Linked DNA regions of Sus scrofa: region 1 is linked to region 2. Evidence: chromatin contacts called from public Hi-C data. All regions are on one chromosome and are shown on one strand. Each heading gives the region's core, a stretch centred on a gene start, on an enhancer-like site or on the middle of the called end of the contact. The rest is flanking DNA. Distances are from core to core; before and after follow the strand shown.

Region 1 (5,391 bases), core at 1,819-4,318, 390 kb before region 2:
GTCCAGACGGAGCACTGAGTGTTCTGAGGCTGGTACAGAGCGTTCAGTCAGGGAGCATTCTGGACACTTTGCTGGGCCTACCCCATTTTTACATTTTTACTGCATTTCTGTTCTTTGGCTCCTTAGCCTGTGTGCATCTTGCCGCCGAGATCTCTGATGCACCCAGCCGGAAATCCCTCACCTGGAGAGAGAGAGAGAGAGAGAGAGAGAGAGAGAGAGAGAGAGTGTGTGTGTGTGTGTGTGTGTGTGTGTGTGTGTGTGTGTGTCTGTGTGTGTCTGTGTGTCTGTGTGTCTGTGTGTCTGTGTGTTTGCGCGAGCGCGCTGGAAAAGCACCCCCAGATGACTGAAATTGAACATCTGAAACGGCTGGGAACTCGAGGGAGCTGGCGTCCGCCAGGGGGAGCCGGGGTCCCCGACGGGGGACCGGGCGGGGGGCCCGGGGCATCCGCACGGAGCGCACGGGCCGCTTTAAGAGGGGACTCGGGCTGCGGGGACCAGGCCGGCTGTCCCTGTCCCGCCCGGCAGCCGCCGCAGCGGGGCGGGCAGCCGCGGGCAGGGCGCTGGGCGAACGGGTCACAGAGTCACTAATGCGCCGCGCGGCCGCGGGGCCGGAGCCGCGGGCGGCGGAAACGGCCCGGCCAGAGATTGATCGCAGCGGGAAAGGACTGAGTCGGCGCTGCGGTTCCCGGGAGTCGGGCTCCTGGCGGCGGTGCCCTTTCCTCCCGCACCCGCTGCAGCCATCCTGCTTCTGTGCCTTCAAAAGTGACGTCCCTAAATGTCCAGCCAAAGGCCTCTGTCCTCCTAGGAGATCTCTTGAAAGCCAAGGTCACCGGAAGCAATTTTCTGAAGTTGGCTTTTATGCCGGGCGTCCACGGGGCACTGCGGGGGGCGGGGGGGGGCCTAAATGCCTGCTCCCGCCTAACCAGCCCCTCTCCCCACCTCTCCAAGAAGAGGGGCGAAGTCGGGGTTCCGCAGGCAAGTCTGGGGATGCTGGTGTGCACCTTCGGCTCAGGTGTGGCTGGTGGGTGTGTCCTGAGCAGGTCCGAGCCAGATGCCCTGCTGAACCTCAGTTTCCAGGCAACCCCATCACCCTCACTTTACAGCGGACAAGATCGGGGCTCAGAGAGGCGCAGTAAACTTGCCAAGCTTGCTCACCCAGCTGTGGCAGAGGCCTATCTGACCCCCAACTGCCCGCTGAGGGAGGGTCTGGATTCTCCTAAACCCCCACCAGGAAGCCACTTCCGGGAGAGGCTTAAGTCTTACCACGTTCCCTACTGATAGGAGGGAGGAGTGGACAAAGGAAGTTGCCAAAGCTACTGCCCAACCTTTCCGGGTTCAGAACTCATTATGTAGAAAACGCAGAGACACGAAGCTGGCATAGGTCACTCTTACCAGCAATGGGGCCGGTTTCCTCTGGTGTTGTTTGCCCAGCTTGTGGGAGGAAAAAATGTAGGGGCTGTAGTTTGCTGTGGCCACATAACAAAACACTGCAGACGGGGCTCTGTGTGTGTGTGTGTGTGTGCTTAAACAAGAGAAACATATTGTCTCACAGCTCTGGAGTCTGGAAGTTCAAGATCAAAGCGCTGGCAGGTTAGTTTCTTCTGAGGCCTCTCCCCTTTGCCTGGTGGGTGACTGCCTTCTCATCCTCATAGGGTCTCCCCACTACCACCGCCCCCCGTCCCCCTACCTGCATAGTCTGTGTCTAAATTTCCTCTTCTCATAAGGACACCAGTCAGATTTGACTAGGGTCTACCTTAAAGACTTCCTTTTCACTTAATTGTCTCATCTCCAAAATGGTGACCTTCTGAGACACAGGGGGCTAGGATTTATTTGAATTTGGGGCACAATTCAGCCCATTACAGGGACTTAAATAAGTCTTTGCTGTACGAGGCCTGGCCCTGCAAACTCCGTATGTGCATATGCAAATCAGTCACCTTTTTATGTGTCCACACAGGCATGGTTCCCCAAAACAAGAAGGCCGTGAGAAAATTGCCCAAATACTCGGTACTCTCTTGCCTCTTCCTTGTTTTTAAGAGTCACGAGTCTTTGGTTTGGCTCAAGCGAAATCATGTGTGAAATCCAATAAATGGGAAGTCTTTATTGCTCAACCACTTTTGAAAAATGTCTGTCACAGAGGCCATTTTTTTCCCTCCATCAAGTCTCATGATTTTCTATGAAACCAGCTCATTGTGAGAAAAGGCAGCTTTAAGAAGTGGGATAGAGGGTGTAGTACCGGCTGTCGGACGCTAGGTGGAGCCCCGGGCAGAGGCAGGGACGAGACAAAATGTCTGCAGACACAGCCCAGGCTCTAGATTGGCTTAGAATGAAAAAACAATTCAGTCTCTTTTGAAGTTGGCTCTCTTCAATCAATGAGACACTGACGGCTGTGACGTTAATAGAAAAGTCAGAGTTTTGTTTGTTCGTTTTGAGGTGGTAATGAGATGCCCGTAATCTGGAGATCATAATTGAGCAAAGCTGAAATGGTTATTATTATTGGGAGCTGTTGTTTTCTCTGTCTGCAATGTTGAGAAGCTTCAGCAGCTCTTCCGGACCTCCCCCCCCCCCCGCCCCCGCGTCGTCCTTCCCACACGGTACCCCCCTTCCCTGGGGCCCTCTCCTGCCCAGTTGCTGAGCAGAGTCTCCCGTTTCTGCTAAACATACTGGCTCCTCTGAATGCAATGCACCGAATCCATTGTCAGAAAAGGGGGGGGCATCCTCAGAGCAGGAGATGAGAAGGCGTTTGGGAGGCCCTGTGCTGCGGGGCTGTAAGTGCTGGGTGGCTGGAGAAGCCATGCCCTCAGACGCTCCTACACTGGCCCTCCCCAGCTTTTTTGGGAGGGTAGCTAGGGGCTCTAGGTGGCAGTGGTATCTCCTGGGGTCCTGGTGGGTGATGGCGAGGGTGGACAATGCTCTCCTGGACTTCTCAGAGGCTGCTGGGCCTGAGGTCCTGGGGCTTGCCTTCTCTTCTTCCCTGGGACAAGCTGGATGCCACAGTCGTCCCCAGTCCTGGCTCCACGTTATACCATCTGTGCTGGCCCATCTCTGATGTCCCCCAAGTCCCCACTGATTCCTGCCCTTCTCCACTCTGCTCGGCGTGCCAGAGGCTGTTCTCTGTGGCCCGTGCCCCCCAGCTCTCCTGCCCTCTGCTTCCAGCTGGACTTGGCCGGTGGCCGGAGGCGAGAAGTCAGGTGTCTCTTCCTTTGCTCCTTCCCCGCTGGCTGTACGGGGTCCCCAGGAACCCCCGCTCCTGTTAGGGTGGGACTAGACCCAGACTGTCCACCTCATCAGAAAGCAGGCTGGAAGGTTCTGGACCCCAAGCTCAGAGTTAGCACACAGATGTGACAGGCAGACAGATGGCAGGACTAGACGGCCGGCACTCCTATTTGCTGCACAGAAACGCTGTTGGGCTTTCATCCTGCCTGGCGAGCAGAGGGGCAGGGTCCCGAGCAGATAGGGCTTCTGAACAGTCTCAGGCCCTTCCACTGTCTGTGGGAGGTGAAGGGTCCTGGGATCAGATTTTGTCCCTCTGCCAAAATGTAAAGCTGTCTCTACTCTGAGGGCCCCTAATGTCGATGGGAATTTACGGCGGAGTTTATCATCCTTCCTCTCAGGTGGAGCTTCCTTCATCACGACCCTCTTTGAGGGTGCAGATGGAGCCCGTCGTGTTGCTGGGCAAGGATGCCAGGCTTCCCAGCAGGCGTGGTGTCCAGTCGGTGCCGTGTATAGCCCATAAATGTCGCCGTGGCAGAGGGAGAAGTGTTGGCTTGAGGTTATCTGCCACTAGCCTTTTTTTTTTTTTTTTTTTTTTTTTTCCTGCGGCCTTGCCCAGGGCAAGAGGAAGTTCCTGGGCCAGGGATCCAGCTCCCGGCCCAGCAGCGACCACAGCAGATCCGTAACTGCTAGGCCTCCAGGGAATTCCCAGCCGTCGGCCTCCTGGCGGGTTTGTGGCGGGGAGAGTGGGAGCACTTTGCAGATGAAACTCATGTGACTGTGATCTCAAAACTTGAGTAACTCACTTTCCTGGACATGGTGGAGGGAATTCGGCACCCCTGTGCCGAGAATTTCTGAGAATGCCGAGGGCCAAGAGGATCTAACCCCTCTCACCTCCTCTTGTGTGGAGTGAAAACTGCCAAGTCTTTACTCTTTCTCGTTGGTCCGGTTTTCCGTCCCTTAGTTATTTCCCCTTTACTCTGATTTCCCCATGCGGTCCAAAATGGCAAGCCTTAGCGCTGGAAAATCGGTTCTCTTAAACTCTTAAAAGTCTGTTATTCTTGAATCCTTTTGGCATCCATGCCCATCAATTACGTTGGGGCGTCTCTTTGTTTTTATTTGTTTATTATTGAAGCATGGTTGGTGCACAACGTTGTGTTGTCTTGTGGTGTGCAGCAAAGCGATTCACTTATGCGAGTGTCCGTGTACACACGTCTTTTTCACATTCTTTTCCGCTGTGGTTTCTCCGAGGATCTTGACCATAACTCCCTGCGTCTACCGCAGGCCTTGTTCTTGACGCATCCTCCGTGTAGGGTTTGCATCTGCGGATCCCAAACTCCTCATGTATCTCCCCCCGCCCCGCCTTTGGTAACCACGAGTTTGCTCTCTATGACTGTGCGCCTGTTTCTGTTTCTTTTCTTGGTTTTGTTTTAAAAGAGCATTTCGTTACAGAAGCATCTTTGACGCCAGATATGATCTGACCCCCCCACAGGCCTTTTCATGTTTAACCCATTTTTCCTATTTTGGATCTCTAGCTTTTTCCCAAGTTCCCAGATAGGGCCTTGTCTTGGTCTTTATCCTTATTGGATGTCACCTTGCTTTTTTTTTTTTTTTCCCCTGGTGACACCCACGGCATGGGGAAGTTCCCTGGCCGGGGATCAAACCTGAGTCTCCACAGAGACAAACCAGATCATTAACCCACTGGGCCACAAGGGTACTGCCTGATGTCACCTTACTTTTGACGAGTCATTTCTCTCATCTCAGAAGGTCCCTCTCAGCCATGGTGTAGAGAGGTTATGCTGTTCCATTGTTCCCTGTATGTTAATGAGACAGTCCCCAGTTCCATGACCTGCCTGGAATGAGCCCCGTGACCTTGAACTTTCCCTCCGCCCCCTGGGGCTCCTGCTGGGCCCATTTCCTTCCAAGCTGACCCTGGGGGCCTGTGGTTCCATCTCGTGTCTTGTGCCAACGGGAGTCTGATTCTGCCCGGGCTTCCTTACCTGATGACACCTGAGGGAGGAAGGCCGGGTATTTCCATCATCATGGGGCCGAGGCCCAGGTGCCCGGGGAGGTCAGAGTCGCAGCAGCCACAGTGGCAGGTGGGATGCTGCCCCTCCCCCAGCCTCACGGCTGTGCGCTGCCATGCCTGCAATTTCATCACGCGCACCTTTGTAAACAATC
Region 2 (5,886 bases), core at 3,242-5,741:
CAGGAGGCCCCCCCACCCCCGAGCCTCGCCGCCCAAGGACAGCCGCTCCCTTAGCCACCCCCCGCCCCAGCCGCCTCCACAGGGGTCCTGAGGACCGACCCCCCCCCCAGGCGGGGCCGCTGCTCTGACCCCATGTGGGGACCACGTCTGGGGACGAGCGGTGGCTCCAGGGCGCGTGTGTGGGGCCCCCACCAGTGGCGGCGGCTCCAGTCCGTCACCGCCGCTGAGTCCGAGGAACTGGAACGTGACCCCTTCTCTGTAGGACCCGCCGCAGGCCTGCGGCGCTTGGAACAGCGCCTCGTGGTCCTGGCACCTCGCCTCGCCCGCCCGGTGGTCTCGGCCTCGCCCGGTTCTCCAGGCTGGTGTCCACGGTTCTGAGCGAGGCGCCAGCTCCCCGCTGCTCCGGGCCCCTCTGAGGCCTTGTGCAGACTGAGTCCTCGCCAGTGGCTGTGAGTCGGCCCGCTCGGTCCAGCTGGCGCTCGCTGTGCACCCGGAGAACGACCGAGCGTCACCCCGAGTTTGCTCAGGGTGTGGGATCTGCACGTGAGACACTTTGGGGCTCTGTGGCTGTGCCGCGCGCGCGCGTGTGTGTGTGTGTGTGTGGTCCAGATGCTGCGGGTTTGTAATCGGGCTGGGGACCCTGCCCTAGACCTGGGCCTCTGGGGGTCCCTGGTGTTCCCGTGCCTGGGGCCCTCCGTGTAGCCAGGGCGAGCCTCCTTCCCCGGAGAGTGCAAGTCAGGGGACGGGAGGGCCGTGGTGGCAGGAGGTGAGGGCAGGAAATTTGGACACAGACCATGTAAATGCTGCTTTTGAAGCTTAGACCCCCGTATCTACTCCTCTGGCCTTTGACACAAATCTGGTGGAAAGAAGTTTGATAAACTGCTGGCACTTGGCCTTTCTCCCTCTGCACTAGAAGGTTCTTGGAGAAAAATGGCAAGAATGAGTGACGCGGCCAAATGAATGAGTAGACGGGGCGGGGGAGGGTCCAGCCTCGGCTTCGGGTTCTGGCCACGCTGGTCCCTCACGGAGGCTTTCTTCTAAGTACCGCCTGGGAGTCTGCAGAGGGAGAGTATGAGCCCAAAGCTCGGATTTCCAAAGAAGGGTGTTTAAATTTTGTAGATTGGTGCTGTACAATATTTTGGTAAATATTAACTTATTTTGTTGGGGGTTTGATTGCCTCTTGGCCATTTGTTCTCTTGCTTTGCCTGCAGTTTTTCCGCAGAGGCAGAGCGTGTGAGGGAGGCGGGGGGCCAGCCGAGGGAGGGGAATGGGGTTTTTGGGGCGCCTCCCGGGTTGGTGGACTTCCTCGTCACACCTGTCCCGCCTGCCCCTGAGCAGGCGCAGACACACAGGCCCATACCAACCACTGGAAGTGCCCGACCGTCTCCCATCTCGGCCCCTCCCAGACTCCCCCCAAACTGGAAATATGTGTCAGAAATTCCCTTTTTCTGGAGACACGGCCTCTGGGGCTGCTGTGTCTGCTTCCCTCTGTGCAGCAGCCCCGTTACCCTGGTCGGTTGCAAAGACCATTTCTGCTGAGCACGTGCCCCCCTGCACGCTCATGGCCTTGGGAAGACCCTCAGAGAAGCAAGCGCGGGCCGTAAGGACCTGAGCCCACGGACGCCAGGGAAGCCCCTGGGCCCTAGGCAGGGGGACGTGAGCCCCCCGAGGGGATGGGGACCAGAACCTTCTCGCTCAGCCTCTGCACCAGTCCCACCCCACCTGCTCGCCCTGCTGCCCCGACTTTGGGCCAGATTCGTTCTTACAGACCCAGAGGCCGCACCTTCTTTGCAGGTCGTTTGGGAGGAGCTTCCAAGTTGATACTGTTGTCAGCACCGCTCTGGCTTCCCCACTTGGGGTTTTGTTCCTTTGAGTCTTGACTCCAACAGGTGATCAGCCGCCTGCTCCCGGGTGGTTTGGACACCACGCTCCGCCACCCTTTAGCCACAGGTGGTGGTGCTGAGGGGGCTACACCCCTCACCCAGAGCCCCCAGGCCGCTCCCTTCTCCCCTTCAGCACACCGTCTACACCTGGGAGGCGCGCCTGGCCCAGCAGGAGCCTTTCGCTGTGTGGTTTGCTGCTGCTTGTGGGTAGAGGTGGCGATGGGGGCAACACAGGCTACACCGAGCCCCCCCGCCCCCCTGCCCGGCCCCACCTGCAGGCAGGCAGACATTGCGAGCTGACAGTCTTGCTGCCCGCCTAGGAGGGCCTCTAGCTTCACACAGGAGGCAGAGCTGTCAATAGGGCGGGAGGCTGGGGCCGGGTGTGTGGACCCTACCCAGACTGCTGGTGAGCCCACAGGCATTCGGGGGCCCCCCTGCTAGAGTAAACCTGCCTGGCTCCACACCAGGACCCATCTTTCTGAATGCCCCACTTGCCACACTAAGAGCCGATTGTCCTCTTGGCACCCAAGAACCATCCCCCTCCCCCAGGACAGGAGTGAGGGGTCTTCAGGCCGAGTCCCCCACCCGAATGTTCTAGGCTGGATGGAGACGCATGAGTGTGGCACCTCCTCGCCTTTCAGGTGCAGGCGTGTGACGCTTGTGTGCAGAGCTGTTGCAGAGTTCACTTCAGATGGAACAAAATATATGTTGTGTATAATTGTGAGTATAATTTAAAACCTACCTGTTTGCCTTGGCAGTGAGAGCGCGTGTAAGGCTCTTAGAGCAAGATGTACATTTTGTCTGACTCGACTCTCGTGGACCTTTTGGGTAATGAAATGCTTTATTGATCCAGTGGAGCGAGAAGCCATGTACACTCCGTGTGTCGTCATCGCAGTTTTGACGCCTCCTGGGTGGTTAAGGCAGAAAGTCAACTGACCTTTCTGCTGATCACAATGACCCAGTCTTTCTGTGCCCTTTGCTCCCCTGAGTGGTGGTGCTCTTCCAAGGGGGGGCGTGGACTGGCCCGGGGTCTCGAGGAGCAGTTCTCAGGAGCCCCTGGACTGCCCCGAGAGCGTGTTGTGCTGCCAGCTGAACCCCGCCCCCCCGGGCAGTGAAAGACCTTGCCCACCTGGGGTTTCTCAGGGCTGGGGAGCAGGGCTGGGAAGATGCATCAGACTTTGTTAAATTATTAACAAGGTTATATGATTTTGTGTTTCTTGATGACAAACTTTGTTAAGTTTGGGACTTATTTTCCCATTTGAGAAGTTATAATATGTATTTAAAATAAGTTTCCTGCTTAAGTTGTGCCTTTCAGCATGGATGGGTTTAAGGAGCACAAAGGGTGATGATGGTGGTGAGAGTGGGTTTATTATCAAACCGAAATAGCTGTGGTTTCTCCAGAGCACTTTTCCTCTACTGAACATGGAGCCATTGTTAAAAGAATTGTGCGTTTTTATTATGTAAATTGTATAATATTTTTTGCTTGTTTGATGTTCTATTTTTCTAATAGTTTTCTTATGGTTTCTTATATTTGCGCGACTAGATTTAGATTCTGTGCTAACTGCAAATCAGATTGACCCCTGCTGGTCCCCCCTGTTTTATCTTAAGGACAAGAGTAGATGTCCATTGCCTTTAAGAAATGTGAACCTCTGCTCTGTAGCCCGGTTTTGCTGGCAACACTGTACATGGATACCGTACTTCATGTTGTAAATCCAACTATTTTGTGGTACATCCCCTATGCTTCCGCAGATCTTAATAAATTCCGTCTCTGGCCTCCGCGAACGCAGTGTGATCTGAGGAATTCTGGCCCCTCTGGTGCCCCGTAGAGGGGTGCTCTTGCTCTGGGCACCTGCCGGCTTCTCCAACCGGAAGTCGGAAGTCGTGTAGCCTGATTTTCATGCAGCCTTTGATGTCAATGCTCTTCCTTCCAGTTTCGGCGCCTCAGCCAAGGCGTCCCCGGAACTCTCACTTAGGATGCTGTGATGCTGGCGATCCCACTCTTCCCAGACTGGGCTCGGGTTTGGGCCCAGGAATCGTTCTGCCCTTGGAGCTGCCTGGTAAGAGATGCTTGCTGCACAAGGACTGGGATGCCGGTGCAGCAACCCCCTGCCCGCCGCTTTGAACACCTTACCGTTGCTCCACCCGCCACCCTTGGGCGCGAGCAGGACCTGGAGGGGAGGAGACTGTTGTCGCTGTTCCCTTAATCCTCGATTTCTCACTCCCCCGCCCCTCTTGAGAAAGGAGGCTATTGCCCTCAAGTGGGCCTTCATTCGCAGACTCTAGGGCAGGGAGGTCTGCTGCCGCCCGAGGGATGAGCACGGGGCTGCCCCTGGCCCCCACTTTGTCCCCAGGAATGTGAGGGGCCTCTCTCGGCCACGCGGTCAACTCCCCCCACCGGGCCTGGACTGTGTAGGCGCTTCCCCTCCGAGCTCAGAGGTGTGCGGTGCGTCTGGGACGCGGGCAGGCAGGGCGCCCCTTCCGGCCTCCCAACCCAGGGCGATCCGTGACAACGTGCAGGCGCCGGCAAGCCCAGCCCCAGACCTCAGGGCGGGCCGGGGCGTCGCGGAGCCTCCGGGAGCGCCCGGGGGCGGGGAGCTGGGGGACGACGCGGGCAGCGCCTTCCCGGGAACGGGTGCCGCGGCGCCACACTGCCACCTAGCGGCCGGAGCGGGCGGGCCGCCTGCAGAGCCCGGCAGGCTTCCAGCAGCTTCCTAGGAATCCCTGATGGGCCCCCTTGAGGCCCGGAGAAGCCTCTGCAGGTGTGGTTATAAACCAGGTGAGGTGAATCGGCTGCTGCCCTCAGACGGCCTGGCCTTCGGCGTGGGAGGCTCGCGTGGACGCCTTCTCGGGGACTGCTCAGCCACCAGGTGAGCCGGGAGGGCGGGCACACCTACCGGGGGTACCCGTGGCTGCCCCCTGCAGAGGGGCATGGTTTCGTTTTACCATGTACGCGTGTCCAAGCCTTAGCTCCGTGAGCAGGGCCTAGGGGAGGAAGCAGGCGGTACTCGTGCGAGTGGCGTGAGCCCCGGCTGGCTGCAGCCAGGACCGCGGGCCCAGGGAGAAGCGGCGCCGCGGGGCTCGCCCACGGATGCTTTTCATTTTCGCTCCTGCCAACAGCGTGGCTCCTTGTTGAGCCCTGCTTAGATGCCGGCTTCAGGGTGCTGGGAGGGGCACGGGGCACCACGGCCCCTGCTACCCCCCATTTGGTTGCACTTAGAAGTGGCGGCAGCAGCAGAGCCGATGGCTAGCCGGGGTGGGGGGGGGTGTCTGTGGAGAGGGACCCCCTCTTAGGTTGCGCAGCACTTTGGCTGGCTGGTGCTGCCGCTGGGCTGGCAGTCACTCCCAGACCAGGGGAGCCCCAAACTCGGCGCCCTCCCTGAGCCACAGAACAGAGCTGGGCGGTCAAGAAACCCAGGTGTCTCGCTTTTCCTTGTTTTCAATGAGGTTTGAGAGCCGCAGATTGTTTGGGGGTTTTGTGGTTGTTGTTGTTTGTTGTTTTTAAGATACTTAGCAAACTTAAGTGAATTCGCTCTAGCCTGTGGTGCTGGTGATTTTTTTTTAAGCATTTGACCTCAACTCCCAAGTGGGCAGACCCTGCCTCCTGCCTATGGGGGTGGCCAGGACAGGGTGGCTGCAGGAGGCCTGTTTGGAGATGGTGCAGCCCCAGCTGCGAGCACAGCCTCCCCCTCAGCAGGTGGGACGCATTGCTCGGCTCCTACCCCAGCTTCTCAGACAGAGCGCCGGCCCTGGCCAGGGCTGCGCGTGGGCCCATGGCACAGAGTGGGTCTGAGCAGTTGACTTCAGAGGTCTTTCTGTCGCTGCAGGGTAGGCGTGGGAGACAATTCTCAGAGCCCGAGGGCCAGGTGCCAGCTGCCCTTTGTGAAGTGGCAGTGCTGATGTGGGGCGGGGGGGGGCAGTGGAGGGCAGTTATTCTAAAGGTGGTGGCACAGGTCACCAAGAGAAACAAATGGGTTGGGACGGCCCAGGAAGTCATTCCTAGCAG

What was found. Hi-C and Micro-C count contacts between places; a contact is called where the count stands out from the background.
Region 1: a Hi-C map of retroperitoneal adipose tissue shows a contact between it and region 2, with 2.2 times the contacts expected there. The contact joins two enhancer-like sites. A contact is called at or near these places in 5 of 47 Hi-C or Micro-C datasets (embryonic fibroblasts, fetal skeletal muscle, mesenteric adipose tissue and 2 more).

What each region holds. Positions count from the first base shown.
Region 1 is chr11:6,927,913-6,933,303 of Sscrofa11.1, reverse strand. The region is part of intron 2 of LOC106505250 (a long non-coding RNA gene); the gene reads left to right. Among named protein-coding and RNA genes, the nearest start is that of KATNAL1, 130 kb to the left of the region's middle. Within about 2 kb of position 3,068, at least 23 of the 83 cell types and tissues checked have an H3K27ac peak or open chromatin away from gene starts, as enhancers often do. A contact at or near this core is called in retroperitoneal adipose tissue, where this site is marked.
Region 2 is chr11:6,535,831-6,541,716 of Sscrofa11.1, reverse strand. It overlaps SLC7A1 (solute carrier family 7 (cationic amino acid transporter, y+ system), member 1), which reads left to right. Exons shown (of 13, transcript NM_001012613.1): 13 at 1-3,661. Among named protein-coding and RNA genes, the nearest start is that of SLC7A1, 66 kb to the left of the region's middle. Within about 2 kb of position 4,491, at least 36 of the 83 cell types and tissues checked have an H3K27ac peak or open chromatin away from gene starts, as enhancers often do. A contact at or near this core is called in retroperitoneal adipose tissue, where this site is marked.